Linked DNA regions of Sus scrofa: all the other regions are linked to region 2. A link is a contact called in public HiChIP or PLAC-seq data. All regions are on one chromosome and are shown on one strand. Each heading gives the region's core, a stretch centred on a gene start, on an enhancer-like site or on the middle of the called end of the contact. The rest is flanking DNA. Distances are from core to core; before and after follow the strand shown. Region 1 holds the start of KLHDC2 (kelch domain-containing protein 2). Region 2 holds the start of L2HGDH (L-2-hydroxyglutarate dehydrogenase, mitochondrial). Region 3 holds the start of SAV1 (protein salvador homolog 1). Region 4 overlaps SAV1 (protein salvador homolog 1).

Evidence for each region. HiChIP or PLAC-seq counts read pairs in DNA pulled down with a chosen protein or histone mark.
Region 1: an H3K27ac HiChIP or PLAC-seq map of alveolar macrophages shows a contact between it and region 2. The contact joins the promoter of KLHDC2 here to the promoter of L2HGDH in region 2. A contact is called at or near these places in 2 of 47 Hi-C or Micro-C datasets (liver and skeletal muscle) and 1 of 2 datasets of contacts at active chromatin or transcription factors (alveolar macrophages).
Region 3: an H3K27ac HiChIP or PLAC-seq map of skeletal muscle shows a contact between it and region 2. The contact joins the promoter of SAV1 here to the promoter of L2HGDH in region 2. A contact is called at or near these places in 3 of 5 promoter capture datasets (fetal liver, fetal skeletal muscle and liver), 4 of 47 Hi-C or Micro-C datasets (embryonic fibroblasts, heart right ventricle, mesenteric adipose tissue and 1 more) and 2 of 2 datasets of contacts at active chromatin or transcription factors (alveolar macrophages and skeletal muscle).
Region 4: a contact with region 2 is called in an H3K27ac HiChIP or PLAC-seq map of skeletal muscle, with 2.9 times the contacts expected there. The contact joins the enhancer-like site here to the promoter of L2HGDH in region 2. A contact is called at or near these places in 2 of 47 Hi-C or Micro-C datasets (embryonic fibroblasts and fetal heart ventricle) and 2 of 2 datasets of contacts at active chromatin or transcription factors (alveolar macrophages and skeletal muscle).

What each region holds. Positions count from the first base shown.
Region 1 is chr1:179,607,748-179,610,447 of Sscrofa11.1, forward strand. It overlaps KLHDC2 (kelch domain-containing protein 2), which reads left to right and starts at 1,279. Exons shown (of 13, transcript XM_001925208.7): 1 at 1,279-2,700.
Region 2 is chr1:180,067,754-180,070,453 of Sscrofa11.1, forward strand. L2HGDH (L-2-hydroxyglutarate dehydrogenase, mitochondrial) reads right to left here and starts at 1,415. Exons shown (of 10, transcript XM_001926818.5): 1 at 1,173-1,415. The coding sequence starts at 1,312. ATP5S (ATP synthase subunit s, mitochondrial) reads left to right here and starts at 1,404. Exons shown (of 5, transcript XM_013993389.2): 1 at 1,404-1,554. The coding sequence starts at 1,419.
Region 3 is chr1:180,433,195-180,435,894 of Sscrofa11.1, forward strand. SAV1 (protein salvador homolog 1) reads right to left here and starts at 1,264. Exons shown (of 5, transcript XM_001927720.7): 1 at 780-1,264. The coding sequence starts at 873.
Region 4 is chr1:180,408,610-180,411,309 of Sscrofa11.1, forward strand. The region is part of intron 4 of SAV1 (protein salvador homolog 1); the gene reads right to left. Among named protein-coding and RNA genes, the nearest start is that of SAV1, 24 kb to the right of the region's middle. Within about 2 kb of position 1,427, at least 4 of the 83 cell types and tissues checked have an H3K27ac peak or open chromatin away from gene starts, as enhancers often do. A contact at or near this core is called in alveolar macrophages and skeletal muscle, where this site is marked.

The DNA of each region.
Region 1 (2,700 bases), core at 29-2,528, 460 kb before region 2:
AGAAAAAAAAAATTAAAATTTTGACTTTAGAATATTTCAAAGGAAAAGAATCGGTTTTAGAAGCAAATAATACCCCTTCCCACCTTTTTTTCCATTGTATTAATGTGAGTCTGTTGGAATTTCCTGTTTGATGAAGTTACTGTATGGTCCACCATGTGGGTATAGCAAGAACATTTCTTCTACCCATGCAATGGACTGAATATTTGTATCCCCACAAAATTCATATGTTGAAACCCAAAAAGACCCCCAATGTGAAATTTTCTGGAGGTGGGATATTTGAAAAGGTAATTAGGTTTAGATGAGGTCTTGAGGGTGAAGATCCCATGATGGGATTAGTGTCCTCCGAGGAAGGGAAGAGACCAGAGCTTGCACATGCTCTCTCTTCCCACCCTATGGAGATGCAGTGAGAAGGCAGCCACCTGCAAAGCCAGAAGAGGGCCCTCACTAAGAACCAAAGCTGTCAGCACCTTGATCTCGGACTTCCCAGCCTCCAGAACTGTGAAATGTCTGTTGTTTAAGCCACCAGGTCCATGGTATTTCATTATAGCTTCCTGAGCTTAGACACGCCTGAAGTCCATAGTTTACATTAAGGCTCACTCTTGGTGGTGTACATTTAATGGGTTTAGACAATTGTATAGTGATATGTATCCACCTTTATAGCATCATACGTAATATTTTCACTGCCCTCAAAATCCTGCTTTGCTCTGCCTGGTCCTTTCTCCCTCTGACCTCACCCTTGGCAACCATGGATATTTTACTGTCTTCATAGTTTGCCTTTTCCATGTTATATAATTAGAATTATATCATATGTGCCCTTTTCAGATTGGCTTATTTCACTGGTAATATGCATTTAAGTTCCCTACATGTCTTTTCATGGCTTCAAAAGATGCCTTATTTCTTTTCAACACTGAATAATATTCTATTGTCTGAATGTACTACAGTAATTTTTTATAATTTTCTACATAATCATGCCATCTATGAACAAAGGCACTTGATTTCTTCCTTCCCAACCTTTTCCCCCTTTTTGTCTTACTGCATAAGCGAAGACATCCAGTAGGCTGTTGAAAGGTAGTGGTGGGAGGGGATGTCCTTTCCTTATTCCTCTAGTTTCTCATCATTAAGAATAGTAGTAATTGTACATTTTTTGTAGATGTTCCTTACGAAGTTAAGGAAGTTCCTCTATATTCCTAGTTTGCCAAGAGGTTTGTTTTTTAATCATGAATAGGTGTTGGATGTTATTAAATGCTTTTTCTTTCTTTGTCTTTTTTTTTAAGGGCTGCACCTGTGGCATATGGAAGTTCCCAGGCCAGGGGTTGAATCAAAGCTGCAGCTGCTGGTCTACTGCCACAACCACAGCAGTGCAGGATCTGAGCCACATCTGTGACCTATACCGTAGCTCATGGCAATGCCAGATCCTTAACTCACTGAGCAGGGCCAGGGAGGAAACCCATGTCTTCATGGATACTAGTCAGGTTCATTACTGCTGAGCCACATCAGGAACTCTTAAAAGCATTAATAGATGCTTTTTCTGCATCTGTTAATATGATCATGTGATTTTTCTTCTTTAGCTTGTTGATATGATGGATTACACTGGTTGATTTTTGAACACTAAATCAGCCTTGCATACCTGGAATGAGTCCCATTTGGTTATAGTGTTTCTTTTTTAATTTTTTTGATTTGATAATACTTTGAAGATTTTGCATCTATGTTCATAAGAAATATTGGTCTGTTGTTTTCTTGTGATATATCTGTCTGGTTTGGGGATTAGAGTAATATTGGCCTCAGAATGAGTAAGAAGTATTCTCTTTGCTTGTGTCTTCTAAAAGAGATTGTAGAAAACTGGTATGGTTTCTTCCTTAAATGTTTGTTAGAATTTTACCAGTGGACTCATCTGGGCTTCCTGCTTTGTTTTAGAAGGTTATTATTGATTCAATTTCTTTAATAGATATGGGCTTATTCAGGTTATCTATTTTTTTCTTAGGAATTTTGGCAGATTGTGTCTTTGAGGGAATCAGACCATTGCATCTAGTTTATCAAATATGCAGGCACAGAGTTCTTCATAATATTTATAATACTTTTAATGTCCATGATATATGTAGTGATGTTCTGTTTCATTTCTGATATCAGTAATTTGTGTCTTTTCTTCTTAGCCTGGCTAGAGGTTTATTGATTTCACTATTTGAAGAACCAGCTTTTGGTTTTATCAGTTTTTCTCTGTTGATTTCCTGCTTTCAGTTTCATTGGTTTCTTTCTTTTCATCATCTCATTATTTTTTTCCTTCCGCTTATTTTGGATTTAATTCGCTCCTCTTTTTCTTATTTCCTAAGATGGAAACTTAGATGGTTGATTTTAGATCTTTCTTTTTTTTCTAACATAGGCACGCAATGCTATAAATTTCTAAGTACTGCTTTTACCCACCCTACAAATTTTGATAAGTTGTAAAGACACAGGCAGTGCTAAGGAAGAAATTTCAGGCTTAGAAAATTTTAGCGAGGAAGGCCATTTGTTGTACCAAGTGTTCCTTCTACATAGCAGTCCCAGCGTTATGATGAGCAAGGGAGAGGAAAATAAAGCACACTCCTCTCACCAAACACATCCACGTACAGATGCACCATTAGATCAGAGATTTAAGATGTAGTCTAGCCTAACTACATTTTGCAGGTGAGGAATCAAATTCAGATTACAATAATTCTTGACTTA
Region 2 (2,700 bases), core at 165-2,664:
GATTAAACTGCATAGAAACACACACAAATACACAAATGAGTGCATTTAAATGATGAAATCTGAACAAGGTCTATGGATTGTACCAACGTCAATTTCCTAGTTTTGATACTGTATTACAGTTATGTAAGATGTTATTATTGGGGTAAATTGGGTGAAAAAGGCTACATGAGTACTCTCTGCTCTTTTTAAACTTCCTATGGATCTTTAATTACCTCAAAATAAAAAGTATAAATGAAACTTCACTCACCTTACTTTTCTTCTCTTAAGAAAAAGTTCCTAAAAGAACTGTCTACATACCCACACGATGAATCACTAAATCCTATTCCACTCTAACCCCTCTCCAATCTACTAATACATAGCAGCCAGAGTCAACTTTTGAAACATCAACATTTAATCACTTCTTAGAAATCCTCTAAAAGACTCCTAGCGGTCTTAGAACAAGGTTTCATACATAGTTAACACAAAAACCCTGCTGTGGTGCAGCCCCTCTCCACACGGTCTCTGTTCCTCTAAGCTCCAGTCACACTGATCTTGCTCACATTCTAGTTCTCTCAACAACCAAGAACTTTCCAGCTTTGAAACCTTCGCATAAACCATTCCCTCTACAGATAGCAGAGAAAGTCTCCAAACTTCGAATCACAGGATGCTGAATTCTGCAGGGTTTGCCTAGCAACTAACTGAGCTGCTTCTCACAGGGGCAACTCTATGCAGCATGTGTGTGCCAAGAACTGATTTAAGACCGGTTTCAGACCTTCCAAGTAAAACCATGGAGGCCAGCGAATAAACAGCCTATTTGATTGTTTACAGTGTGCTAGGTCCTTTAATCCCGCAAACGACCACCTACGCAATAGACTAGGATCCTATTCACAGCTGAGCCTTTAAGGAGCTTAAGTAACCCTCCCAGAGTGGACTAGGAGGTGGTGGATTTGTATTCAAAGCCTCAAGTATTCTTGACCTCTACTCAACACTGCCTTTCTTACTCTTTTCCTCACAGACACTACGAACGATTCCAGCAGGTAGCTCCTGGGATCAGAGGTTGGAGCCCGGGCTGCACAAGATCTCGACCTTCTCTCGCGCCTAGGACAGGGAAACAGAGCAAGGGCAGAGGTCCAGCACCAGGCACTTCTGAGAGAAGCAGCGCAAGCGGCGGGGGCGGGCCAGCGGCTACTCACCTGGTGCTGGCTCTGCGGCCACCTTGGCACAACAGCCAGAGGTTCCCTGGCGCGGGCGCGCCAGCAGCGAGGAAGCCTCCGGAGAAAGCCCCGCGGGCACGTCCGTAGACGCTGCCCAGGTAACGCAGCGCCGGCACCATCACCGGTGCCCCACTCCTACCCTGCCTCAAGCCCCAGAAGCGGCCCTGGATCCCAGCACTGCCCAAGTCCCAGTGCTGTCTAGCCCCGCCTCTTGCGCAGGGGCCAATGAGAGGCGCGCCTTTGCCTCACGTGGGAGCCGCCATTAATGGCCAATGGGCGCGCGCGGCAAAGGGCGAAGGGCAGGCCGGCGCTACCGTAGACGCCAGGGACGCTCACTCGCTCCCTCCCTCCCTTCGACGCTGTGAGTAAGGAGCTAGTCCCCGAGCGGGGCGGGACTAGGGGGTGGTTACGCTCTGCCTTTTCCCTTCTGCCCTAGCTGGGCAGACTGAAAATCTGGCGTGCCGACTCTCGCGTCCTCGACTTCGCTGCCGAGTGGACTCGGGGCCGCGAGAGAAAGTCGGGGGATGATTATGGAAAAAATTTTGGTTTGGGCAGGCCCAACAACCTCCCTTTTCTAGGCCCCGCCTTCTCAACCTCCCTCTGTCTGCGACTCTCGAAGCCCAGCCCCGCGTCACTCAAGGCCCCGCCCCGCACCGGAGGCCCCACCCCCTCTCAACCCCTCTCCACGTCACTCAAGGCCCTTTGCTGGGCACCGCAGTCTCCCACCCACGTAGGGGCGCTCGCTGCCCCGCCCTAGCTTCATTCGAACCGAGGGTCTGTCATGGCAACGCCTGTTAGCCTGCAGTTTCCTGGACTTCTATATATGGGCCTCCTAGCGCGTCATTCTTTCAGTCATTTATTGGTCCTTTAAATATTAAGAGGCTTGGTGAACCAGAGGGCTTGGTCTCTATAATTATTTAGCAATCTGTTTCCTTTTCTTAAATCCTGGACCGAGATACAGTTTTAAATATGCTGTGCGGGGCTAAGAATAGCGACTCACCTGTGCAGGTCACTTCAGATCTGTTTATCTGTAAAATGAAGGAAGTGGACTATGTGATCTTTGAAAGACCTTTGTAAAACTACGTGATTCTGTATCGCTATGCCTGTTTATCGCTATGCTCCCTATGCTTGATGGAAGTTTTTAATCTTTAGGGTCAGGACAGCTGAAGGGAACGAAAATAGAATGATGTAGCCTTATTGCTGGAAGGGCTTGATACCTCTCTGAATTTGGCTCCACTTATTAATCAGGTAGCTTGGGGAAGTCATTTCACCTCTTCGCCTCAGAACCTCCTCTGTGAACTAGGAGTTCTCCCTCATAGGGCTTTTTTTGCAGATTATATGATATAAGGCTTATCAGATGTTTAGCACAGAAAAGTGTTCAATAAAATGATGGCTTTTGTTATGTTTAAATGGTTTTATCACCTGGACAGTTGTACATATTTTCTTTATTTGTGAAGACATTGTGGAATGTTACCTGCTCGTTCATCACAAATGAAAAAAAAAGAAA
Region 3 (2,700 bases), core at 14-2,513, 370 kb after region 2:
TCAGCTGGAAAATTAGAATCAAATACTTAAAGTGAAGAGAAGAAAAGTGCCAGGGTAGGGTGGGAGAAAAATGCATTCTATTAGAGTTAAAAAAAAAAAAAGTTTTTGGTAACTTCCTGTAAAATATGAAATTATTTTGAGTACTTTGCCTTTTTGATTCTCGGCGGCGGGGGAGCTGGTATTTGAAGCAATTCTCACGAACACAGCCAAATACATATTTTGGCTCCTCTTCGCTAAGATCTACGATTGATGAGGCTTTAGGTAGCGGCTACAATAGCAATGATCACCTTTCATCTCCTTAAGTCTGCACCCAACAGCTGGGCTAAGGAATTCTACCCGAGAGTTCGCCCAATTTGCAGAACGGGCTAGTGACATCCGCAATGTTTGCAAACATACAGCAAATCTCGACGTAACTAGAAGAAAAAGTGTGCCCCAGTCTAATCACTTTAATTCCTATAAGCCCAGGGGATAAGCAATTTAAGTGTTTCCCAAAGAGCCTCTTTCTTCCAGTTAATCAAAACCAACAACACTGACGAAAGTAGACAGAGAAGTCTGTGGTTATTTGGGGGGGAGGGGGTCGGAGGTGGACGAATATAAGTTTCTTACTCTTCATCAGCTTTCATACAACCAACACCACTTTAAGCACAAGAAAATTTTAAAAACGAGTATTTCACAGATACCAAGGAGGAAAAGAAGCCGCGGAGAGAGGCGGCAGGCACTCTGCCCGGGTCCCCGTGGGCACCCCGGCCAGGTGTGGGCGCGCCCCGCCCGACACTCACTCCGCAGCAGAGGCGACGTCTCCTTCTTCACGTACTTCCCCTGCACCTCGGCCGGCTTGGACACTTCATTTTTGGTTTTCTTTCGGGACAGCATCCTTGTCCACAAGGCCTCAGGCCACGCCAAGAAGCCTCCCTAAGGCTCCGCGCCCGGCGCCGGGATTCCCCGCCGCCACCTCCGTCGGCGCCGCCGCCTCCTTCCCTCCGGAGCAGCCGCCGTCGCCTCCGCCTCCTCCTCCTCCTCCTCCTCCTCTCTGCAGCCCCGGGTCGCCCACAGGTACTGCCGCATGTTCGGGGCGCTACGCGCGCCGACCGCCGCTCAGTCGCTTCTCAGTTCCTTCCCGGAAGTCTGCCCGCTCCCCGACGCTGCCCGAGTACTCCGAGAGGAGAGGCCAGGGACGCCCGGCCAGGGCCATGGTCCGCCGCGGGCCGCCTAGTAACCGCTACGGCTGCTGCCGCCGCCGCCGCCGCCGCCGCCTACGTCCTGTAAACTTTCCCCGCGGCCGCTGGGAATTCTGGGAAACTCGACGCGGCGCGAGCGCCGCTGCCCTACCCCCACTCCAGCTCCTGGGAGCGGTGGCGCTACAGAACCGCTGGCCGAACTCTCCGCTAGCGGGCCGGCCCTGTAGCTGCAGCCACCTTCACTTCCCCCTCGGCGAGAAGCGGGTACCTCGGGCACTAGAGGTCTGAGGACAAAGCCTGCCAGACTGAGCGCCGGAGGCCGTGGCGCGCTCCTGCAACGGAGCCCCTTTTTACCCACAGATTTTTCTTCCCGGACCCTGAGGGAGCGGGTGGCGCGGGACAGCCGCATTCCTGTCCTCCTCCACGGCAGAGGACGCCCCTCTTAGAGTTTTTTGGGCTGGTGAATTCAGGTCCGTGTTCACACAGAACGCCAGTAGAGTTGAAGGGACACCACCCTTAGCTTAGCGCCGCACCAAAAAATAATCTAGATCCCTGATTTTGCGAAAGCATTAGGCCGTCCAACACTAATTAAACAGATATGAATCTGTCTCCTGAGTGCCAGGGAGTGCATCTTTCTGATGAGAAAACGGAGGAAAAAGCCAAATGTGATTTCTACTGTTTCCTATTTAAGACAATTTTGATGTTAGCATAATTTAATTATGACTGTCCTTACTTCCTAGCCACATTATTTCTTCTTAGAGTTGTCATGGAAATAACAATTATTCTACAATACGAGTAGAGAATAGTTTTCTTTGAGCCAAACTGAGAACTATAAACCCAGAAGACAGCTTCTCAGATAACTCTGGGAAGGTGCTCCAGAGAAAATGATTTTCTTAGTTTTGTAGCTTGATGTAATGAAGAACATTAAACCAGTCAGGAATATATTCCTTCAAGGTTTCAAAAAAAAAAAAAAAAATCAGCTAGGAACACAGGAGTCAGTATGGCCTTGGCACTTGGGAAGTGAGGCTTACCATTGAAGGTATACCAACACTGGCAGTTCCCAGAAAGTTACTTTTTTTTTTCTCTAAATGTTGTAGTTGTTGCTGTTCCCTTGTTCTTGCCCAAGTGTTGCTGAGTTGCCTGATTGATGTCGTTTGGTTGAGCCTCTGAAACGTACATGGCCAGATTTATGTCCTGCTCTGTAGCTCAAAAACAAGCCGTAACCCTTCAGCATCATTGGTGTCTAGCGTTGGACGCTTGGTTGGAGGCTTTGCAAGTGTTGCATCTATCTCATATTCAGAAATCCTGGACAGTTGTTCCTTTGTTGATTTATAATCACTGAAAGTGAATCAGCTTTTTGTTTCCTTGTGTTAACTTTACAACGATTAGGAAAATTTACAGGGGCTAACATCTCGTTCCCTAGAAGCCTAAGAGCCTTAATGTACGGAAATATTCCTTGGCCATGTAGATCAATCAAGTATTTCTCAGCGTCAACAAATCGTGTAATCTCACTTTCAACACG
Region 4 (2,700 bases), core at 177-2,676, 340 kb after region 2:
CATCTCTCTTGCAAAACTGTTTAGTGACTAAAAGATCAGAAAGAGAATTATGGACCAAGATGCATCGGAGTAATAGTTCTGATGTTAATACCTACCAAGACTAGAGAAAGAACTTGACCTACAGCAAGGCATATATTTATATAATATTAAAGTTATACTTCTCAAATCATATTGCAGAATGGACATAACAGGAAGACCTTCAATTGTAAATTCTAATAAATTTATTCTTAGTAATTATTGACAAGATTTCCTACCTGATTGATGATCCTCTGATGGGGAACTCATTTACCATCTTATTCCCAAAGGAACATCTAACATTTTTTAAAAATGGACAAAGTAAACAAATACAGAGCTTGGCGTGCTGCCATACCTCTCTGTACAACTTGGGTATGTGTACTAGGAATACCAGAAGCACAAAACACAAGATCAAAAAGTAAACATTTTGTTGGATACCAAATTTACTAATTACTTAATGAGCACTGAAAATTTACTAATAGAAATATCTCTTTAGTGAGAAACTCCAACTACTTGCGGACATAAATTGGAGAACTAGCATGAGAAATACTCAATGAGCCCCTGTGAAAAAAGTTTTAAGATGTTTCCTAGAACTTCTGCCATTCATGTACCTTAAGATTTCACTTATTTGTTTGAAACAAATTCATAATTCCTAACAAAAACCTTCATCTTTCTAAGTCTGAACTACATTAACTAAGGAGCATTTCAGCAGTGTCCACAGATTCAAGATGCTTAAATTTATGCCAGGTGAACTCTAAAAATGTTAAAGCTCATTTATTGCCTATGTACTTTCTAGCAAGGGAGAAAAAAAAAAAAAGAGAGAATTAATAGGGTAATCTTGGTAAATACCGTGCTTATTCCCAATCACAGCATTTAGCATCAAGAATAGGATTCTGAGTAGAAGCAACAAAATCAGGATAATTAGTGAAAATACTTTGGGAAGAAGAAAAAGCACTTTAAGGAAAAGCATAAATGAGCAAAGTATGCAATGTGCCAATTTCCATTCCAAATTCTTGTCCCTGCTGTTTCTATGCAGTTACTTCCCTTCTGCCTATGCTTGCTTTTATTTTTTTAGAAAAGTATGTAATTCCCATTCTTCTTCACAAGCCAAATGATCTGCTTCAGTTTACCTTTTAGCCACTATGCTCTAAATACACAGGTAAATCATTCAGAAAATAGGCTGTAAACTACTCCAATATCCTTCCTTTTCTTATAGCACCTCTTTTGCTGTTTTTTCTTAGGGCAGTATTCTATCCAAACAGTACTTATAAATAACACATATATATATATATTCAAACAATAATTGCTGTAATGCTACCAAAAAAACCATGTGCACACTCCAGTGGATGCTGCCCTCAGGAGCCAAAAGCTGCTGTTCCCAGCCCTGGTTATTATAGTGTAGCCCCAGTTCCCTGTGCCTGTCTTATGTAACAGTGTACCCACTCCTTTCCTCCTACACCCAGAAATGAGTCAACAGTCATACAGCAGGAACACCAAGTCACAGGAATAAAATAAGGGTCTGTGCCACAATGCTGTTGGGTGTGTGTGTGTGTATGTGAAGAATAATGGAAAGTAAACATGTCCCTAATGGTCTTTTTCCTGTTAATGATTAAATCTTATAAATTTACCCTGTAGTTCAACTAGAATTACAGTTATATGATACATGACAGGCTTCTGTGAACAAATTTAGAAGCATAACTAAAATTAATAAAAATTTAAAACATCTGTTCTAAAGGTACATGTGCAAAAATTACTTTGCTAAATTATTGCTAAAGACAAAATTAAGGCATTTTTAGGAAATAAGATGTCAACTGTTTAACAAAAGGAAGAAACACGCTAATTTTTGGCTAAAACCTCTTTTTTATTAAGTAACTGATTCTCCATTATCTACTTCAAAGAACAGTTCACCTTTTGTTGACAAGACAATAGTAACCATTTCCATCCTCTTCAGAGATAAAAATTTAGGATCAACTAAAAGGTAACAGGTCTCTAGACCTCTTGTTTTAAGCAGTAAAATACATACTCTCTATTCTTACCGGCCAATTTTTGGAAAGTTCTGATCTATTTGGGGAAAAAAAAAAAAAAAAAAAAAAAAAAAGTTGATAGTTTCCTAAAGTTTTATAACTAGCTCATAGAACCTGAGTTGAAAGGGATTATAATCTTTGAGTTATTTTTTCTCATAAGAAGCAAAGAATTCCATTTTAGTACTATTTTTTCCCCAAAAAGGAAAAGCTTTCTATGTTATTTCTTTCTACAATGGCTATAGAGTAGCAATAACATAAAGTAGAAAGAATAACCCTCCTCAATCTTATCAGCTTCCAGAAGTGACAAATGTTTAACAGACACACATTCCTCCAGACTTAAGGAAATATATGAATATATTATATATGACTTAGGATCAGCATATGAACAAGAGCTATGTACAATACAAGGTCAGTGGTATCATGATTGAAAGAAGAGGGGAGAAAGGAAAAAAAGTCCATCTGGTATGATTCCTCATCCTATTCCTATACTATATGGATATTATCAGATAAAGAGGCTTCTGTAGGTTAGCTCAGACACCAAACTATGCTTAATTTCTGTGAATATGTACATAATTTCAAGTAAACTAAAGCCAAACTGCTGACAAGCTCTGTTTACACCTTGCAGGATAATATTTATAACTAAAACGTTAAAAAATACACT